Regions from separate parts of the Mus musculus genome. Here all the other regions are linked to region 2. Evidence: chromatin contacts called from public Hi-C data. All regions are on one chromosome and are shown on one strand. Each heading gives the region's core, a stretch centred on a gene start, on an enhancer-like site or on the middle of the called end of the contact. The rest is flanking DNA. Distances are from core to core; before and after follow the strand shown. Region 1 has its middle 35 kb from the start of Gm42291. Region 2 has its middle 12 kb from the start of Gm34628. Region 3 overlaps Gm42291 (a long non-coding RNA gene).

What was found. Hi-C and Micro-C count contacts between places; a contact is called where the count stands out from the background.
Region 1: a Hi-C map of the C2C12 cell line shows a contact between it and region 2, with 3 times the contacts expected there. The contact joins two enhancer-like sites. A contact is called at or near these places in 1 of 39 promoter capture datasets (hippocampal neurons), 2 of 15 datasets of contacts at CTCF or cohesin (the NIH/3T3 cell line and embryonic stem cells), 29 of 484 Hi-C or Micro-C datasets (the C2C12 cell line, the C3H10T1/2 cell line, LSK cells and 20 more) and 1 of 115 datasets of contacts at active chromatin or transcription factors (bone marrow-derived dendritic cells).
Region 3: a contact with region 2 is called in a Hi-C map of the C2C12 cell line, with 2.9 times the contacts expected there. The contact joins two enhancer-like sites. A contact is called at or near these places in 3 of 484 Hi-C or Micro-C datasets (the 3T3-L1 cell line, the C2C12 cell line and epidermal suprabasal cells).

What each region holds. Positions count from the first base shown.
Region 1 is chr4:56,348,473-56,352,520 of GRCm38.p6, forward strand. No RefSeq gene overlaps it. Among named protein-coding and RNA genes, the nearest start is that of Gm42291, 35 kb to the left of the region's middle. Within about 2 kb of position 2,744, at least 4 of the 459 cell types and tissues checked have an H3K27ac peak or open chromatin away from gene starts, as enhancers often do. A contact at or near this core is called in the C2C12 cell line, where this site is marked.
Region 2 is chr4:56,488,233-56,492,572 of GRCm38.p6, forward strand. No RefSeq gene overlaps it. Among named protein-coding and RNA genes, the nearest start is that of Gm34628, 12 kb to the left of the region's middle. Within about 2 kb of position 1,294, at least 12 of the 459 cell types and tissues checked have an H3K27ac peak or open chromatin away from gene starts, as enhancers often do. A contact at or near this core is called in the C2C12 cell line, where this site is marked.
Region 3 is chr4:56,303,703-56,307,697 of GRCm38.p6, forward strand. The region is part of intron 2 of Gm42291 (a long non-coding RNA gene); the gene reads right to left. Among named protein-coding and RNA genes, the nearest start is that of Gm42291, 10 kb to the right of the region's middle. Within about 2 kb of position 2,434, at least 60 of the 459 cell types and tissues checked have an H3K27ac peak or open chromatin away from gene starts, as enhancers often do. A contact at or near this core is called in the C2C12 cell line, where this site is marked.

The sequences.
Region 1 (4,048 bases), core at 1,494-3,993, 140 kb before region 2:
TGCAAAAATTAAACAAAAATGGAGCCTAAATCTCCATGAAAATAAATAAGAATTGAACAACCTCTAGAATATGCAATATGATGCTTCCTACATGGCCTTCTAGAGACCACAAACCCATGGTGGTTAATACATGTCATTGGACTAAACTTGAATGCAAATTATGTGATCTGTGTGATGAGAATAAAGTAGGGTCACATGCCCCAAATATCCAACTTCCAATCAGGATGTTGCATGTGTGGGTGACAACGACAGGATGGCAACTCTGTATTTTCAACTTAATTTTGCTGTGAAACTAAAACCACTGTAAGAAATACAATGTGTTAGCCTTGATAATTTTATGATTTATTTGGTGAGGGGGTGGTTATCCGTGCACATGAGTGTGAATGCTCCACGGGCTATACATGCTACTGCCTGTGTATGGAAGTCAGAGGACAGCTTTCAGACCTAGTTCTCTCCTTCCAGAAGGTTTGGGAAAGCAGACACAGGTTGGCAGACCTGTGTAGCAAACACTTTAACATGATGACCCATCTCACTGGCTTCAGTCTGTTAATTTTTAGAAATTCCCTGGGCTTGAGTTATGGCTTCAATAACGCTAGTTAAGTTGCTCTGGGTTAGTGAATGTATTGAGGCCTTGTAAACTGCTGCCATAGTAGTATTTACATCCTTGGCTTGCCAAGAGACTGGAGCGAAGCATGGGGTGTGGGAACACTTCCTAAAGTGCGCTGCACTCATTCCTCAGGCTTCTGACAGAGGCAGCTGAGCAATTCCTCATTATTTTCCACTGAGCCAGCATTGGTGGCTGCACATGTGGACACACCTCATCCTTTTACGATCCTATAGAAATTAGCATGGGCGCTTAGAAAGTCCCAAACAAAAACTGGTGAAACTTTATTAGATGCCAAGAAGGCAGCTGGCATTATAAACTCTGCAGGAGCTTTGCTGGCACACCTTCTTCCACATGCTGCCAAATGGTTACGAAAGGGACCTGACATTTCATTGGGGAAACAAAGGAAGGCCATCTCCTAACCTGCCTTTGCCCCTAGTCAAGGGGACAGCTTTGGCAATCTACTCATTCAAAACCCCGCCACTTTACAGGAAAGGACCCGTGGCACACATGTTATGGGGAGTGTGAGGTATGGCCCAGATCCTTCAGGATAAAGCATCCAGGTGACAGAAGCATTGTTTTGGTTTGACACATACTGCTAATTGTCACTACCCTCTATTTCTTTAAGTATCTAGACAGAAATAAATTCTTCAATGCTCTCCTCGTGTGCTGTGTTATGTTATGTTGTGTTGTGTTGTGTTGTGCTGTGCTGTGCTGTATTGTGTTCTGTTGTGTTGTATTGTCCATATGTTTATTTTATCTTGGCCTGGCTACCTTGTAGGTTGTTCACTAAGCAACTTTAATGAGAGTATTTCCATTTTGAAAATATGAACACGTGTTCCAAAAATAATGTCGGTTTTGCCAGAGAAAACAAATAAAAATGACTTCCTTTTCCCATGGTTTGGATACAGCTTGTCCCCTAAACGTTATCTTTTGCTGGTAGCTTGCTCTCCCATGTGGATGGAAGGATTGAGTTCTGAGATCGTTCAAAGGTAAAATCTCACAGAAGGTAATTAAATCTTGGGAGGTCTCATGAATGGATGGATACTGTCTTCCAAGGGTACTGTCAGTGTTACAGCCCTCGATTAGTTCCTGAGAGAGAACTGTTTATAAAAAGAGCAAGCCCAGAACACAGTCACTGAAAGTCATACATGCATGAGGATCTAAGTTCAGATCCCCAGCTCCCACATAAACGCTGGCCACAATGCTATATCCCTGTAATCCTAGCCCGGAGGAGGAAGAGACCAGAAGATGGCTGGAGCTGTATGCCTAGCCAGTTTAGTCTACTGGTGAACTCAGATTTGGTGAGAGGCTCTGTCATTACCAAGGCAAGTGGCACTGCCTCCACATGTGTGTGTGAGTGCCTGCCACATAAGGACAAGAAGGACTAGTCCCACTTTTGTTATTTCTTTCACATTCTCTTGTTGTCATCTAGAAAAGCATTGCCTACAGGACCCAAGCAAAGGAGTTCTCACCAGCACTTCTTGTTCAATAGCAGTGGCTACTCAATCCAAGATTCACTGTACCCCCACCCAGCAACCTTGATCCTCAGTGATGTAATTTATGGAAGAAACTTAGACAAGAAGGAATCTTAGTCTTTTCCTTGAATTTCTCACAATTAAATTTCCCAGAAAAGGCTGGGAGACATCTATGCCTCTGTTCAGGACAGGTCATATAAGAGGAAGTTACTAAGAATTTTTTTCTTATCGTGTCCACCAGAGAGGCTTCTGCAGGTCACCACAGTCATAAAAACACACACCATTTGCTTTTCTTCATGAGCCCAGAACTCAAGATTTAAAAAACACACAAACTGATGTTCAACCTTCAAAATCAAATTAACCTTCGAGTTGAAAAGATCCCATTTCAAATTAAAAGCCATGTATATTTTTTAAATATTTATGTTTCAGTACCAGGAAACTCCATTGACAACGTTGAATCTGGGCACAAGGCAGTATAAGCCCCAGTGAGCAACAAGCCTAATGTTTTCCCTATTTCAAGATCATGGCTGAGAGCAAGAACTGTGATGGCAGGTCTCCTTCACCCTACAGTAGCCTACTGGACTGCATCTTGCTGCTGAGAGAGGAAGAGCTCGTGATTCTCACATATTTATAGGTCTCATAAAAATATTCCTGGCTCCAAACTTCAAGCTCTCCTGACTCACCAACAGCTAACAAAACATTGAGATATCAGTTAGAAGTTAGACTGCCTACACCAGGAACAAAAGAGTCAAAGAAAGGGAAAGAAAGGGCAAAAGGGAAGGGATAGATGAGAGGAGGGAGGGAGGAGAGGGAGGGAGGGAAGACGAGAAAGGGTGTGTTTAAAGCATGCTAGTTTAGGAAAGTTTTCTGACTAGATTCAATTTCTTCAAATTAAATAAGTATTTATGAAGTGTATGCTATCCAGCATACACTGTTCTAAATATGAAAAGTATATGAATATCCAATATTTCTATTTCATGATGCATTTGCATACAACACACACACACACACACACACACACACACACACACACACACACACACACCTTCGAATTGGACACTGAGTAATACCTGTTACAAAGCACGTGCTAATCTAGCATTTGGGAACTCTTTTTTTTTTCCTGATATTTTGGAGACATGAGTATTGAAACCTGGGAATGTGTTTGAATCTGAGATTGTGGCACCCACAGTTAGGAAAAGCAAGCCATCCAAAGGAGAAGCCAGTTAGTGCTTTTCAATAAAACAAAACCTGAAATAAGCCACACAATGTCCAGATACAAATGTTTGTGCTGCTTGTGTGTAAAATAACTACCACATGGTGATACTAAGACCTAGGGGATCAACCACAGAAGTATGCATCTGGCCATTCTCCCATCCTAGCATAAAACTCGTCTTAAAATTTAAGATGACATATGTAGATCATGAAGCATACGTGTTCACCACACTGCCTACCTGCCTACCCAGATTTCTTGCTTTATCTGTATACAGTATCTACCTAACACCAACTCATCACTCTGACTTCAGAAAACAGCATCATCTAGTCATTTTATTACTAACACAGAGATATTCTTGGAGACCAGGTACTGTGGATAGTTCCTCTTTCTGCTATTACTTCTCCTCTGTACAAGTCACCACCTCCTCTCAGCTACAACCATAGGTAGCCTCAGTGGTCTCACCTTGTTCCATTAAATGAATTTAGACCCGAGAGCTAGATCAACGTTTCTAGTACATAAATCAGACCGTGTTCCCTTGTTAACTAAATAACTCCCAACTCTTTGATTGGCAGGAACCACAAGGTCCTCATCAGGACTTAGGTCAAAGGCTCCATGGAATCAGCCCCTGCTATTTTTCCAATGCATCAGTGACTTCCCTTCCACGCCAACTGTGCTCCAAGTGTTTCATTTCTTGCACACACAAGCCAAATTCTCCATGTCAACAGCCCTTGTCCCTGTATGCTGTCTATCCTG
Region 2 (4,340 bases), core at 44-2,543:
ATTAGATCACTTTCCTTCCTCCAGTCCCATACCAGCCACCTTTCCCCATTCCCTTCCTGTTTCCCATTCTCAAATAAATAGCCTCTTTTTCTTGATTACTGTCACCCACACATATGTGAACACAAGTATAGTTAAATAAAAACTGATGATACTAGTTTGTTCTCTCTCTCCCTCTTCCTCCCCCTTTCCCTCTCTCCCCACCCCCCCAGCACATGTGCACATATATGTGTCCATTGTACAATGGGATTCATCCCTGAGAGAGACTGATTCTTCTTCTCACAGCCATCAATAGTTACCTATAAATTTTTGTCTAGGGCAAGGACCCTGTGAAATCTTCCCCTTTCCATATTAGCATTCCACTGATATTCCACTGATATCTCTTACTTAAATTCAACAAAACCATTATTTTAATCAAAATGAAACTAAAACAAAAATTATCATCTCTTCTTCTGCTTCTCTTATGCCTTGGGCCACAAATTTTAACAAAGAATCTATATAATCTATAAATCACCAGGATCTATACCATCAGATGGAGTCTACCTCTACTCTAAACCTATATTTATCATAAATGTCATAAATGTATTCTAGAAGGCTTCTGAACTCTTGGGGGAGTTTAACGTAAGATGCCCACAGAACTGAACACCCCCAAAAGCCAGTGCTAATTAAAGGTCAATTGTTAGAAATGGAGTTCTAAAGGAGTGGACAGACGTGCTCTGCTTTGTGTATGTCACTTTGTACTGGTGGCCATTCACTTTAACCAATACCCATCACAACCAAGATTGTATCAGAGATTCATCACAATTTATCTCCTTTGAGAGGCTAGAGAGGCTCCTTTTTGCTCTCTTGAAAAACCCGGGAAATAGCAAAAATGTTAACTAACCCTCCAACGTGTCTGATCAACTCCTCTGTTTTAGAATATAGCTCCAGACATACTTTGGTCTCCTCCACAATTACAAGTCATATTCACTATAACTGCCTGAGGAAGGCCTAGCACTTTCCTAGTAAGCTGAAAGTGTAGTTGAGAATTCACAGTTGCAACTTGTACAAAAATGGGATTTCCAACAGACCTACACTCTCCTCCAAAGAAAGCTTGTCTGTGTAAACTTATCTCAAAAACAAAAACTGAACCAAACTCACAAAACACTCCTAAGAAGGCTCAAGCTTCACACTGAAACCTGCAGCAGAAACCTCTAGAGAAGACTGTAGGAAAGAACTGGGTCTTTTCCTTCTTCAAACTGAGGCTCAAGCAATAACTAGCCAAGTGTGACTCAGAAGATGTATCTGAGCTTGTGAACAAGGCCCCGGGACTCTGGACTGCGTGATCATCACAGTTCTTGCCATGAGCAAGCAGAGATGCTGTGACTCGTACCTCAGATTCTTTCCTGGCAAGGATTTCTGCAGAGTCCACTCCTTACAGGTAAGACAAGAGTCTGAATAAGTCAAGAGCAGCAGCCCAGTGAATCAACAGGAGGGGCGAGTATACATGCTCACCCACAGAAACCTTGCCCCTGGATAGACTGAAGTATTATGGATAGATGAGGGAGAGATGCCCCTACTAAGGAAGAGCTCACAGCACACTGAGACAACCAGACACATAACCTCACAATGGTCACATACACTGGTGATGTTTCCATGGCTATTAGTTCCACAGAGGAAGCACAAATGAGAAAGTGGTCGATTATTCCTTGAGATCTCATGTGGAGAATGGCATGTGATCTAGATGTCCCAGGGTGACCAAGGAGGAAAAGCATGCAAGGAAGGGAAATAGTTTAGAGGCAAGAAAGTTGCTTCAGCTATTTAGGGTAATGAAGGTCTTCAAGGTCACTGATGGCATGTTTTTAAATGAATCTTCTGTAGATATATTTCAGCAAACTCTCCGAATAGACAGACCTACAGTGTCCCACTGGAGGGATAACAGAGAAAACTGATTGGCCAAAAGTGGGCATGGTTATGGCTCAAGGAAACACTTTGCCTGTGTCTTTCCAACTGTACAAAGGGTGATGATAAGGAAGAAGAAATAGTTCTTTTGATTCGAGGGTCTTTGCTTTAAAAGTTTATTGGCTGAGCAGAGACTTCTACTCTAAATATAGAGCGGTAAAAATGCTGGCGCTAAAGGAACACTCTTGGGCACACTCTGCAAGAGCAAACAAGTGAAGCAGTTATGTAGAAGCATGGCTTTCTCAGCTCAGCTCTCTTCAGAGCAATGAGAAAGAGAGAGAGAAGCTTATATATGATATTATATACACAGTGACTATATATAACACATGTGCGTATATATTATAATGTATATACACATGATATATCTGTGTGTGTGTGTGTGTGTGTGTGTGTGTGTATATATGTATATATATATATATATATATATATTGTGTGTATGTGTGTGCATGATGCACATTCACAAGTGATCATTTGCACCAAAATCCAGTTTCATTGGTTCTCCCTTGGCCATGATTTAATGGAGATGTTTGACAAGATAAAGTGGCTCATTCTTTTAGCCATAGGCTGGCTGGCTTCTGTCCAAGATAAACCTCAGGAGGCCAACTCTCCCCTCCCAGCCTCCAAGGAGACTGTAGGTTATCTGATGAATGGAGCGACCAGCACTGTCTCACTGTTCCTCCGCATGAATTTTAGGAAGAAGATCACCCTGTGGCTCATCAGATGAGCTGCCACTGTGACAGCAAAGGAGAACAAATGAATAGGATGGCGGCAGGTCCATCGGTGTGGGCGACATTGCTCTCTTGATAAATGTTTCTCTCTCTCTCTCTCTCTCTCTCTCTCTCTCTCTCTCTCTCTCTCTCTCTCTCTCTCTCTCTCTCTCTGTCTCTCTCTGTCTCCCTTCCTTCAGAGGAAGGATTTGGGAGTAATGAAAACTGTGGTAGGTAAATCAGAAGGAAAACCACAAGGAGGCACTACCTTAGAGCCACTGGATCTGTGCGTGATCTTACAACAGTCGCTCTGTCCAGCTGCATCCATTTCCCAGTATGATTTTCCACTGACCTCTGTTTGTTTTAAAAGAATGTGAGTCTGAGGCTGATTGATATTTAAAAAAAAAAATGAAGTTCAAACTTAAGATTCAGATAAAAATGCCGTTAATTTGTTCACTATTAAATAACTATTTTGACCTTCTGTTATATACCAGGAATTGTCCCAGATATTGCCTCAGATTTAATGAGTGAGTTGTTCCTTGTTCTAAAAGAATTTGAGGCAGGTTTAATAATTCAGTACCATGAATATCAGCCTTAAGAAAAACAAGGTGACACCAGGTAGGCACACACTCGCACACAAGCACGTGCACACACACACACACACACACACACACACACACAGGTACACACATGCACACATAGAGAAAGAGGGAGGAAGGGAGACAGGGAAGGAGGGAGGGAGAGGGAGAGAAGGAGAGGGAGAGGGAGGGGGAGAGGGAGGGGGAGAGGGAGGGGGAAAGGGAGAGGGAGAGGGGGAGAGGGAGAGAGAGAGAGAGAGAGAGAGAGAGAGAGAGAGAGAGAGAGAGGAAATCAAGTCTATATTTTAGTTATTTGCTAGAGATGGCCCACTAATTTACCTTTGAGCTTCATAGCAGGCAATTCAAAGAAAAAACCATGATCTATTTCAAAATTTTCTGTCTGTAAGACGCAAATAGCATCAAAGCTAATTCTTTAAACTACAGAAACTTAATTCAACAAACATTTGCTCACACCTACTCTGAACCAGGCCCTAAGCCAGGTATTAAAATGAGCAAGATGAGTAAGAGCCGGCGTGTGCCCCTTAACTCTTCCCTCGGCACACACACTGCATGTCAGGGATCGCAGGCTGCCAGTGAGGATCCCTCCTACTCCTGAGCATGCCCTGTGGCCCTGCAGAAACAGAGGATGGAACAACCTTCTAGAGGTCCTCTACGCTTCTGAGAAATTCTAGTGGTGGATTAAAGTGGTGATCTAGAGATGAGAGGATGAGGACAAAACATGGGGCTTTCTCTGAAGCTCGCCGATACCCTCCAGCTGTCTCTGAGCATCTGGAACAAAGTCCATAGCCTTGTAACTAGTTTCATAGGATTCGTTATCAAAAAACTAGTTTGTTGGCTTTTGATGATACCCTTGACTAGTGAAAACCATTCGACCTCCCAGCAAAAGCAGCCCCACCCCACCCCCGTCCAACACGAAATGATAGATTCCAGGCCAAGTGAGACTAACCTCATCTAGCAGATAGGAAAACAGAACCTGACTGAGAAAGGATGCTGTCCACAGAAGTGTAACTGTGCAGCTCCTTGGAGGGACTGTTTCCATGGTCCTCACTTTCCAAGTGAAAAATCTCATCAAAGCCCATTAATGAATGAGTCATGG
Region 3 (3,995 bases), core at 1,184-3,683, 180 kb before region 2:
CTCCCTCCCTCTCTTCTCTCTCTCTCTCTCTCTCTCTCTCTCTCTCTCTCTCTCTCTCTCTCTCTCTTGCTCTGTCTCTCTCTCTGTCTCTCTCTCTGTCTCTCTCTCTCTCTCTCTCTCTCTTGCTCTGTCTCTCTCTCTGTCTCTCTCTCTGTCTCTCTCTCTCTGTCTCTCTCTCTCTCTCTCTGTCTGTCTCTGTCTCTCTCTTCTGTTTCTGACTACGTATTTATTTCACTATGAAAGCATTCACTCCAGGTAACTGCAGAACTTGCAATTATCAGGCATGCTGTGCTCATAGGCACATGCTGCACCTAACCCTCCATCATTTCCACACCCTTTTTTTTTCCTTGCTACCTTTCCCCCATCAAGCAAAACAGGAAATGCCAAGTGGCTTCAGCAAGCCTCTGGCTCCTTGAGTCCTTCCTCTGATCCAAGAAAACTTTTGTTCACTCAGCACAAAACCATGACAATTCTTTGCTATCCCTGTCTCTTTCCTAGTGATTCTCAATGTTGCTTCACCCTGGGGATCATAGCTTAGCTAGCAGTGGGGCTTATTAGTCCTTTTTTTAAGGCTGGGGTAGTTCTATTGTTCATCTTAGTTGAGAAACTGCCCCAGACTCTAAGGTCCTGTGAACTTGAGCTCTTTCTTAATTTCTGTAACCTTCATATTCTTCCTAGGGGCCCTGGTTCTGTGAGGGTCTTTTAGGTCCTCATCCAATATTTGTTAAGTAATGCTCTTGAAACAGGAAGTTGGTTGGGGCAATCTGGAGGCTCAGGAAGGGGAGGGATTTTCTGAGTAACTGACTGAGAGGAAGCATCATCCTTACAGAGCCTGGCCAGTTTTAAGATTCTGGAACAATGCCATTCTATACCCAGAAGATGTTTAATCTTGGTCTGTTTCATCTCCATTTGCACGTTTCAATCTCACTGGTCCATCAATCACAGATGCTCCACGCATGAGTGAGTCTGTGGAAAGAGTAGGAGTTTCTAAGCTCTGTAGCTTATGGTCTAATACAATAATTAATAGAAGAGAGAGTTTATTTAAGTGGGACAGCAGGGGATCATGGTCTTAAAATTCTTTTTTATGTCTCTTCTCTAATCTTTCAGTTGCATTTAGTAGGAGACATTCCTGTTATTCAAAGAAAAGCCCTGAAAGCAGCTTCTACCCCAATCCTTATGTACACTACAAATAAAAAAATTAAATCCAGAATATTAGCTGTACTCCCACTGAAGCCTTTAGCTCTGAGCTCATATCTGTCTCCACTGTAGCTTTAAAACATACACGAAGTCAGTTCAGTTTGAGTAGATATAAACAGGAATGACTGCATGTCTTTCTGAATTCAAGGGAAGCAGGATAAGCCCCTATTTTTTAAAGATACCAGATTCTAGTCTCTTGTTTTTAATCACTTTCCACCATGATGATGAAAACAGCCCGGTGTTGCCATCCAGGATTATGCTGTTTCAATGCCCTGATGACGAGAGTAAAAGCCTGACTCAACTCTATGGACAGGAACTTGACATCAATGCAGAGCCTCCTGTGGAGACATTCTTTCTGGGGTTCCTGCCTTTCTGTTGCTTTTGTAGCTTTCAGGGTAGACCCTAAGTTCTCAGGCAAAGATTATATTCTATAAACCCAGGATGTTCTTTGGAATTCAAGATGGAGAAGGTAAATGGATAATAAATATTTATAATCTTTTTGACACTAAGTCTTTTATTTTTCCTTTGAAATGCTGCCGAAACAGAAATGGGGCTGTGAGGTGCTGAGTGGTCCTCAAGTCTATTTTAGTGTTGAGTGAGGTTGTAATGTCTTTCCCATCACCAGAAGCTAAGAATGGGTCCATGTGTCTCATCTGTGAGCACTGGGAGACTCTAGTCTAGTTTGTGTCTGAATCCCTCTACTTTCTGTCCATATTGCATACAGAATCTCTGTCAAAGTGGTCCACATGTCCTCATTTCCCTAGTTTAAAGGCTGCTAAGCTTCACTGACGGTCAACAAGATAACTCCTTAGCTTCTTCCTCTGGCATTCACAGCCCCTTCCATATCTGATCCTCACGTTCTTCTCCAGTCTTTCTGGGAAATCTGCCTGTTAGACTGACCTCATAGATGAGGAATGTGAAGCCTGCAAAGTGAGGTGACCTCCCTAGAGAACATACACAGCAACAGTGGAGGCTCAGCTCTCTGCTTGTGGACCGAATTCTTCCCATCACAGACTGTTCTCTTCACACATAAGCTCGGCAGTTGCATCTGAACTATGGGGCTCATGATAAGAAAGTTTCTTCTATACACACAGGAGGTTGGTAAACCTTTCCCATAGTCCCAATAGCCTCATCTTCTGGTTCCTTAGAGAGGGCCAGTTTTCACAGTGCAGGAGTGACCTGTGTAAGCCAATAGAACAGTCTGAACATAATGATGTGTCACTATGAAGCCTAGAAACACTTTGCCGTGGTCAGGCTAGCCTCCGTGTCTTGAGAACACATAGCAATGAGTTGAAGCATCCAACTGTCATATGGGTGACTGAACCAGCTTGGTCAGTGACTCACCAGCTCCTCAAGCTTCTGATGGCTATAACATGGATGCCATCTAGAATATTAATATTAATAGATTACTAATATTAGAAAAATAACTTTCAGATTGTATTTTATTTTATTGTAATAAGTTACTTTAGGGCATTTTCTTGCAAGTATATAATGTATGTTGGGCATATTCCTGCCCTCATTCACTAACCTCTTTTCCTTTTCCCGTTAGTGTGTTTAGACCCCCTTGTTCACTTCTACTTTCCTGTCACCTGTACATACACGATTTTACATATCTAGGTAAAGTGTTGGAGCCACAGATAAGAGAAGACATGTGGCACAACTTGCTGAAGCTTTCTTTGTATACAAGAACTATGATGGATCACAGGGCCCCCAATGGAGGAGCTAGAGAAAGTACCCAAGGATCTAAAGGGATCTGCAACAATAATATGAACTAACCAGTACCCCCAGAGCTCATGTCTCTAGCTGCATATGTATCAGAAGATGGCCTAGTCGGCTATCAGTGGAAAGAGAGGCCCATTGGTGGTGCAAACTTTATATGCCTCAGTATAGGGGAATGCCAGGGCCAAGAAGTGGGAGTGGGTGGATAGGGAAGTGGGGTGGGAGGGTATGGGGGACTTTTGGGATAGCACTGGAAATGTAAATGAAGAAAATACCTAATTAAAAAAAGAACTATTAACAGTCACATCCATTTTCTTGAAGAAGTGACACATCTTCAGTCACTTTTGGATGGAGAGAATTTCCAGTGCACACAAGCCACGATTTCTTTGCCCATTCCTCTGCAGATAGGACTCAGTTTCCAGCCTCACAGAGTTACGACAGCTTCCCAGCCATCAAAGCCCTTTAGCTGAATACTCTAGCTTATTACCGGAGGATGGCAGTGCCTCTCTCCTCTGAGCATGCTCTTTCTTCTATCTGCGCTCTCCCCTTCTCTAGCACCTACAGTGTTCTCCCTTCTCATCTAGTAAGCCCCTTCTTATTTTCCTGTCCCAGTCTTACAGTCTCCCAGTTGCTGACTTTTTCATGTGAGAGTCCAAATCCTTGTCTCCTTCTGGCCACTCAGAGCACCATGGAGGAACGTTGTCTACCTGCCCACACCAGGCAGGGAGGTCACAAGAATCATCATTGCATTTCTCTGTGCACTTGCATGATTCGGCTCTGGCCCAAACATAAACTTGATGGTCAGTAAATATTTAAATGCAAGGACTGATGAGAGATTCAAAAGGAGTTTTGTTTCCATTGAACTCAACCACACCTTTAAGGGTTACTGTGCATTTAGGCTATTGAATCTTCTTTTTAAAAATTGCTTTAGATCTTTTTCTAAATTTGTTGTGAAGTCTTCCAAGCATTTTATATTTGAACTTTAAGTTAAGAAAGCTGCAGACCTCCTACATCTGCGTTACCAAGGGCAAGGCTGGACAGGTTCAGTAACTGCTTTGGTCCTGGTTTGGTGAGAGATG